Regions from separate parts of the Mus musculus genome. Here regions 1 and 3 are each linked to region 2. The links are chromatin contacts, called in public Hi-C maps. All regions are on one chromosome and are shown on one strand. Each heading gives the region's core, a stretch centred on a gene start, on an enhancer-like site or on the middle of the called end of the contact. The rest is flanking DNA. Distances are from core to core; before and after follow the strand shown. Region 1 has its middle 98 kb from the start of Gm40048. Region 2 has its middle 50 kb from the start of Gm31026. Region 3 has its middle 120 kb from the start of Gm40048.

Region 1 (2,700 bases), core at 21-2,520, 680 kb after region 2:
AATAGTTAAGTCTTACAGAGGCTAAAACCCTGTTCACATAGATACTTAAGACCAGTCATAGAGGATCCTGAAGGAAAATTACGTTCACACTCTTCAAGGGCACTTGTCTGTCTGTGCGACTTCTGATGCTCTCAGAGAAGACGCCATGCAACTTTAACATCAAGTCTGTGCTGGAGGAAAGCTAAGTGCCCACTGAGTGATGAATGACTAAGGAAGAGATGGCGCACATACTGAGTAGAAGAGAAAGCAGTCATAGAAGCATTACATCCTGTCATTGCAATACACCGACGGAGCTGGAAATCACTATGTTTAGAGAAATAAGTGAGGGCCAGCTTGGTGCTACCACTCAGGTAGAATCTAAAAGTAAAGTTGATCTCACAGAAATAGACAGGAGAATGGTGAAAGCCAGAGAAAGCAAGCGAGTGAGCAGCATTCCTCTATGGTTTCTGCTTGAGGTCCTGTCCTGACATCCTTTTATAAGATTATAATGTGTTTGATGTAATAAACCCTTTCCTCCCCAAGTCACTTTTGGTGGTTGTGTTTATCACGCCAACAGAAAGCAAACTAGGGCATGTGTGTGTGTCTTGATTTATACATCATGACATCATGTGACTCCTCTAAACACAGCTTCTATAAATACCAAAGGGGAGAGAGCTCCCCCTTGTAAGAAACTCTGAGGTTTATGTTTATAGGTAACTACCCACTCAGATATAACCTTAGACACACTTTGTTTTAAAGCATTGCAAGCTCATGTCCTCTCTTAGGCATGCCATCCAACACTGTAGCATTGTAAACTTCACACTGGACTGCATGGGTGAAGTGGGGTAAAGGAAGACTCTAATGCCCTGGGCGGCTTCTCTGTTGCAGGGGATCAGAGCCCAGGCCTTTGTGGTTGTGGAGCAAACAGTTTTCTAAGCCATGATGGTTTTGCCCTCAACAATGAGGGTCGTTCTGCTCTCATGACTCCGCTTCTCTTCTTTTACACGAAGAAGCCCCGTGGGATCAGAAAACGGGGAGGTTTGTTCTTCTGAAGTAGAATAGGGACAAACTGGAGGGTGCTCTGCTTCAGGTCCCAGGAATCATATCCACCCCAGTGATTAGTATCCATTAATGTCTGGGGGCCATTTACTCAGAGTTAATTACTTATAACAATCTGAAAGGAGATACAGATTGAAACCAGAATAAAAACAAATCATTCCAGAACGGTACGCTCTGCACAGGTGCCAGGCTGGGCTTGTCAGCTGGCAGTCAGTTCCTTAGAAACTGGTGGCTCACAAGCCCTGTGTAAGAGTGTCGGGCAACTTCCTAACTGCACGGGCTTGGCGAATCTCATAAGTCCTCCTTTAGACTGTGACCTTTTAATTAATGTGGACCAATCTACTGTCTCTGGGGGTTAATTATGATGTTTGATTCCTGATCCCCATGTGGTAATGAAATAAACTCTGAAAAACCCACTCACAGTGTGTCAGACCAGGTATCCGTGTACGAGCTGGATCATGCATTTGTGGGTTGGGAGCCAGGAGAGCCAGCTGCCACTGTGAAGTTATCTGTATCATTTGATTATTGCTGTAGCAGTAAATTACCACAGTTGAGTTTTACATAATACTAATTTATTATACTCATTCCTGTAAGAAGTCACGGACTAGTCAGGCTCAATTGTAGCCAGTCTTTGTTACTTTGTGGGTTCTTCTTTTTTTCATCCTTCATCTTTAGGGAAGTCTTATCCTTCATTTCCCTGGATTTACCCCCCATCACTAGATAATAAATCTTTCTTTTTGTTTCTTCTTTGAACACAACTACTAACAAACCAGAACCAACCCCCTGCATGACCAACAATCACCACCAACTTCCTCTCAGGGCCCTAAGCACTTATGCACCCTCTGAAAAGTTCCCAGAATTCCAAACATCACCCAATTGCAGAAATTATCTGCAGCTGGCAAAACCGTGCTTCTGCTAGAGCATGGGGGGAATTATGGTCCGCTACTGCCCATCATCCAAAGCAGCCCCTCATCCTTATACCTGGGGCTAAAATGACTGAAAACATCACTCAACTCAACCAGGTTTCCAGGTAGAATCTCAAGGGTCTGTGACAGCACAGTTCAGCGAGGCTCAGACCCCGCTTCCGTGATGGCCGGTCCTTACCGGATCTGCTCATGGTTCTCCCCTGGCAAAGGCAGCAGTGCTGGTGTTTTAGTTGATGCTCTGTTGCTGTGAAGAGACGCCACACCTATGGCAATTCTTATAAAGGCAAACACTTAATTGGGACTGGCTAGCAGGTCCAGTAGTTTAGTCCACTCTTGTCATGGTGAGAAGCACGCAGGCGCTCATGCTAGCAGACATGCTACTAGACAGGAGCCAAGAGTTCTACATTTAGATCAGCAGGCAGTGGGAAGAGAAAGAGGAAGCCACTGGGCCTGGCTTGAACTTCTGAAACCTCAAAGCCCACCCACCTATTACAACAAGGCCACACCTCCTAATTCCTATCAAGTCGTGCTAATCCCTTAGGACCAAGCATCTAAATATATGAACCTCTGGGGGCCATTCCTATTCAAGCCACCACAGTGGTTAGGACAAATATATGTGTGCCACTCTTGTACCTTTATGCAGGGCTACCTTGCAATGCTTGTTGTGGTGGTTCCTAGACATCACAGCCAGGCAGGACTATTGGTTACTTCACTCCTGTGGCAGTTTGTATAGCAC
Region 2 (2,700 bases), core at 66-2,565:
CCAACTTCATGTCCTCTCTCTCTCTCTCTCTCTCTCTCTCTCTCTCTCTCTCACACACACACACACACACACACACACACACACAAATAAAAAATAAAAAACAAAAAGCCCAATAAGATAAAGAGTGCCAAAAATTAAAATAAGTAAAATAAAATAAATATCCAGTGGCCTATAACAGTGATTTACCTGAAAGCTCTAATGGTACAATATTAGCAAAAATGTTCTGGGAGTAACCAACCACTTACTCATTTTTATTTATTGATCTATTTATTTATTTCCCCTTCAGGCCACTCCGTGAGATGGAGCCTATATTGAAACTGCCAGTGCGGCTGTTCTTCTTCATATGCGTTATATCCATAACTTGATTAGTTTCCTCACGGGTAGTTTGTCCAAAACGTAAGTATTTAAGACACACTGACCCAGCGCCCTGGGGCAAAATCATGAACAGCTAGAAAATAAACTACATTTTAAGAGATGGAAAAAGGTTAAAGAAACATACAGATGATTGAAATTATCTGCATAAAAAAAAACAAGGCATGATTTTACATATACAGGAAATTCATGTGAGGAATATATTTCAAAAACAGATTTTTAACCAACAGAAGCTAATATGTGCAAACATAATTAAAATGAAAATATGAAGAAGTTTGGTGTTAAATCACAAGACTCCTCCCACTACGTCTGAAAATGTCCTGAATGTAGGATTAGAAGGGTTTGGTCCTTCCAGTGTGGACGGGTACATTTAGCCGTCATTTCTAGTTCTCACACAAACATTCTAAGCAGTGGGGATTAATATTATGGTCTTGATCATAAAAAAAAAATTTTTTTTAAAAATCCTATTCAATACTGAAAGAGCCTTAAATGTGAGGTCTGATATTTTCTCATAATGACATATGGTTTTAAGAAAAATAGCACAAACTGACATTCTAGAAAAATAAAACGAGTGATTCACTTAATATTACCTCCAGGACATTATGTATTTCATGTGGCAAGTTAGTCACAGACTTGGACCTTCCTGCAAGAGTCTCTACTAATGTTCCCAAGATGTTTTTGTTTTTCTGATTTAAAAAAAGAAAAAAAAATCTAACGCACCATTGAAATTGTATCCACTTAGGAAGAACTCAGAATTATACTGCAAATCCTACCCAAAACCCTCACGCCTCACAGAACTGACAGTTGCTGAGCTGCCCCCAGCTAGAGCTGGAAACAAGCTCCCCAGTGCTGCCCACGGTGTCTGCCTTCAGCCTGTGTGATGGTCTCCAGGAACTGGGTACAGCCCCTGTAAACACATCCAGCCACATTTGGATGCGTCTCTATTTCTCAGAATGCTTTCCACTTGATTTAACACACGTCTCTCAAGCATTTGCACCTGGCCCTGGCGATGGTGGGGGATGTGCACAGAAGCCAGACACGCCCTCCCTGCTCCAGCTCACATTCAGAATAACAGACAAGAAGGTAAACATCGCAGCAACTTGAAACGTGCAAAGGTAATGCAGAAATGGAACTCCGGAGGAAGAGATGGGGAAGGAGAAGGGGCTCTGGTCCCCCTTCGTTCAGCTAGCATCTCCTTCCCCAACTGGACTGGCTTTGGATCTAGCTCTAGTTCTTAGCAGAGGAAATGACAGCTGTTGCCTTGCTGTTTTCTGGCCAAACTGAGCCTGCCAATGCCTCCACCTCCTGTTTCTCAGATAAAACTTGAATCTCCTTCATCCCCTTCTACAAACACTCTGTTCTGCTACCTCACTTAAAGCTAATTATCAAAAGGAAGGACATTCAGTTCCTCGATTAGAAGTGCATGTATATGATTACAATTGTCAACATCATAATTTTATAAGTGCAGTTGAAGATATTACTAATTTTTATGATGTTGCTGTTATAACAGTAAACTCAGCCATTTTCTCCTTAATTCTTAGTAAAACAGGGCTGATAAGTGTAGAAGAATCTTGCTTGATTGATTATTTAAAAAAAATGATTAAGCTCTATTGTTTCAATCTGTTCAAAGAGTTTGCACTTAAGCCCTGGTACCAAGCCCATCAGCTCCCTTAGGCTAGCAATGCTGATAATGGAAGTCAAGAACAGGGCCTAGGAATTCCATAAGGCATAGACAGAAGTCTTAGGAGAGTTCTTACCAATGATTTACTGTGGGAAGAACCTGCCCCAATGGGCAGGATGCTTGTGCAGAGATTGTCCAGGCCTTAGAGACTGGAATGCCATCAAAGATACATTGACTTCTGCACATTCCACATTCATAATGGATCCCATTTTATACATGGCATTTGCTTGCTTGCTTTTTAAAAAAATATATATCATATTTGAAAATGTCTTACTGATAAATAAAAGAATGTATTTTATCACAAACATTTTAAAAGTATATTTCCATCTTGGTAATTTAAATTATTGTCCATTATTATTTTTCTGTGTAAGGTACCATGGCACATGCCAGAGAACAGCTTTGTGGAATCTGTTCCCTCCTTCCACCAGAGGTGAACCACACTGCTAGACTTCTTCATCAATTGCCTTTATGAACCATGTCATCTTGCTGGCCTCGGTCCTAGCTAACTTTAACCAATGCACCACCTCTGATGAGAGCATAAGTCAGTCAACTTTACAGTGCTTGACACAGACACCTGACAATTAGCAGTAAGGGAAAATATGTAATTCTGATCATAGTTTTGGAGGTTCTGGCCATAATCAGTTGGT
Region 3 (2,789 bases), core at 246-2,745, 700 kb after region 2:
TTATACAGTTTTCTCCCTGCGTGTATGCCTGCACACCAGAAGAGGGAACCAGATCTTATAGATGGTTGTAAGCTACCACCTATAAGGTGCTGGGAATTGAACTCAGGATCTCTGGAAAAGCAGCCACAACTCTTAACCTCTGAGCCATCTCTCTAGCCCCTTATGTATACTTCTATATGAGTACTGCACCAGTCCAACTGAACTATCTAATTAGCGAGGCCATCCCCAGGGACCTCCTTGCTGGGCTCACCAGAAAAGCATACTTCTTTCTGCTCTGTAGGAAAGAAAGCTAATCTTCTTTGTCTAGCACTAAATGCTCGTACCCCAGGGAAGGCACTGTGGCTTAGACTCCAAATTCCAAATGACAAATCATACTTAAAGACATTGATTTCCTTTGCTGGGAAGTTTTATGACCTTCTGCATGTGCTTCATCCTCACCGCGAGTTTGCTTATTGAATTATGCTCATGGCTATTTTTCTTGCCGAATTATTTCTTTAAAAAAAAAAATCCTCTCAACAAGGTACCACTTCATCCCTAGTCTTGTGTAGTCATAGGCCAAGCTTTTCAGCAATAAAAGGTGAGCAACTACTGTGAATAGAGCCGCAGATTTTAAAGCAGAGGGACCACAGACTGTATCCTGAGGGAAGGAGGAGGGTGCTGATCTTCAGGGTTTAATCCAAGGGTACTGGACTACAGCGGATCTCTTCTCCTTCTGTTAATCCCGAGATTCTTCTCTGGTCCCCCATGCTTGACTTGATCTTCATGTTATTTAAGTGTCCACCTAGCAAATGTTAAGGGAAAGAGATGTTATCAAAGGGGAGGAGTTATGAGAAGGGTCTAGTGGACATTTGAGGAATGGGCACCACAGGAAGTCTGCATCAGTTAATGCTGGAACAGCTCTGACATGCTCAGCAGAAGCTATGAGGTTTCCTGGTCGCTTCCAAGGCCTTGGTGGGAGAGGCCAGCCCCTATGCCCAGGAACACTGGCATTGCTAAGAGTATCAGACAGAAGGGACTCTGGCTGCCTAGAGAGACCAAGCATTACCGACCCCAGATAAATTAAGCTCTAGCCTGAACTCTGCTTTTGGATCCCCTTGCTCCAGTCTCTTCCAGCTGTACCCACACACACACGGGGTAGGGGTAGAATTCCAAGGTATCCAGTTATACCATGTTTCTCTAACCACGTTCCTGGGAACATAAAAGTCCCTGTTGGACATTCTAAAGGTTCATATCGCTGTCAGATCAGCAAAAGGGCAGCCTATCTTTAGTCTTGAATTGCCAAGTGGTGGCTGTTTGCAGGACAGGAAGAGTGTGGTTTGAAGAAAGCTTGGAAATGTAGGCTGAGGTGTATCACACTTGCACATTTGCAAACTTGTACACTTGCACACTTGCACATGTGATATTGCAGTAACGGATAGCACTGAGGGCGGGAAGAACTCAGCTCTAACCCTGTGTACCATGGAGAACTGTCTATCAGTTGACATCTGTTGAGACAGGCATCATGGGTCACTGGGCAGGAAGTAGTTTCTTAGACTTCCAGAAAGGCTTTATGCACCAGTGGATACAGAAGAAAAGAAAATCATTATTATAAAAACCACTTAGCCTTTAGTAAGTGCCACACTTTGTGTTGAGACCTTTCTACATATTTTATTTCATTTACTTCACTGTTATATATAACAAATAGGATTGCTACAGTTTTACAAACAAAGCAGTCAAGACTGAGAGCAGATGAGTAATCTCTCCTTGTTAACAGATTGTGAGGGGAGACCTGGGATTTTAATCTCAAATCAGTGAACTCTCTCACCATGTTATCTCCTCATTTGCAGGTGCAAATTATGGTGCTCTGAAATAGAAACAAAGATCTCAAAATACATTTAAAAAAAGAGGACACGAAATAATCAGGAACTATCAAAGAAAATAAATGGCTTAGAAGTGGGAGGGACAAGACAGAGGTCGGAGCTTTTAAGTGATTCAAAATCCAATTACTCTGTCAATTGTACAGGTCTCTCTCACACAGCTACACCACAGAATCAAAGAAGGTCTACCTTTCAGACATCCATGAACTGTTGCCAATGAATGACTTAGTTCCAAGGAGGAGTTACTTTCTTTCTTTTCCTTCCTCTTTATGATCTAAATGTAGTTTATTTGTGAGTGGCCCTTGCGATGGATTCATGACCCAGTCTTCATAGCTGGGGTTGTTCCTTCAATGTCATCTACAGGATTATGCCACTGAGAATCTGAATTGTAACAATCAGACAAATCAAGGAAGCCAGGCATAAAAGTCTGGCTGAGAATTTTTGAAGCAAAAAACAAATTTAACCAGAAAATGTTGTTGGTTCTGATATTTGTTATCCACAGTGCTGTGCTTAAGGGTACCACAGTAAAAACAAATCAGATAGTTTGTTCTCTCAGAGTTCCTAGTTTTGTGACAAGGAACAAATTGAAAAATATAACTACTCTTTCCAGCCAACACCTAGCACTGGGCATCTCTCAGGGCAGCCGGCAGAAGTGCCACATGACTAAGGTAAGAGAAAGCCCTATCACAGGAATGGAAAGTATGAGCTGGGATGGCCTGTCCCTCAGGATATACATGCAGTCTGAGTTCCAGAAAGCAAGAAGGAGTACTGTGCCCTGAGATGGAACTTGGGGAACTTTTCCTAGGGCTATGCGTGTTTTACTTACAAAGCAAAGATTATTAATATTGTCTACCATGCACCCCATAACGAGCCGGTCTGCACCAAGACCCTGGTGAACAATTGCATTGTGCTTACTGATGGCACACAGTACTG

Evidence for each region. A called contact is a pair of places that touch in the nucleus more often than the background predicts.
Region 1: a Hi-C map of pro-B cells shows a contact between it and region 2, with 5 times the contacts expected there. The contact joins two enhancer-like sites.
Region 3: a contact with region 2 is called in a Hi-C map of pro-B cells, with 4 times the contacts expected there. The contact joins two enhancer-like sites. A contact is called at or near these places in 2 of 484 Hi-C or Micro-C datasets (large pre-B cells and pro-B cells).

What each region holds. Positions count from the first base shown.
Region 1 is chr3:53,295,966-53,298,665 of GRCm38.p6, reverse strand. No RefSeq gene overlaps it. Among named protein-coding and RNA genes, the nearest start is that of Gm40048, 98 kb to the left of the region's middle. Within about 2 kb of position 1,270, at least 8 of the 459 cell types and tissues checked have an H3K27ac peak or open chromatin away from gene starts, as enhancers often do. A contact at or near this core is called in pro-B cells, where this site is marked.
Region 2 is chr3:53,973,971-53,976,670 of GRCm38.p6, reverse strand. No RefSeq gene overlaps it. Among named protein-coding and RNA genes, the nearest start is that of Gm31026, 50 kb to the right of the region's middle. Within about 2 kb of position 1,315, at least 36 of the 459 cell types and tissues checked have an H3K27ac peak or open chromatin away from gene starts, as enhancers often do. A contact at or near this core is called in pro-B cells, where this site is marked.
Region 3 is chr3:53,276,892-53,279,680 of GRCm38.p6, reverse strand. No RefSeq gene overlaps it. Among named protein-coding and RNA genes, the nearest start is that of Gm40048, 120 kb to the left of the region's middle. Within about 2 kb of position 1,495, at least 14 of the 459 cell types and tissues checked have an H3K27ac peak or open chromatin away from gene starts, as enhancers often do. A contact at or near this core is called in pro-B cells, where this site is marked.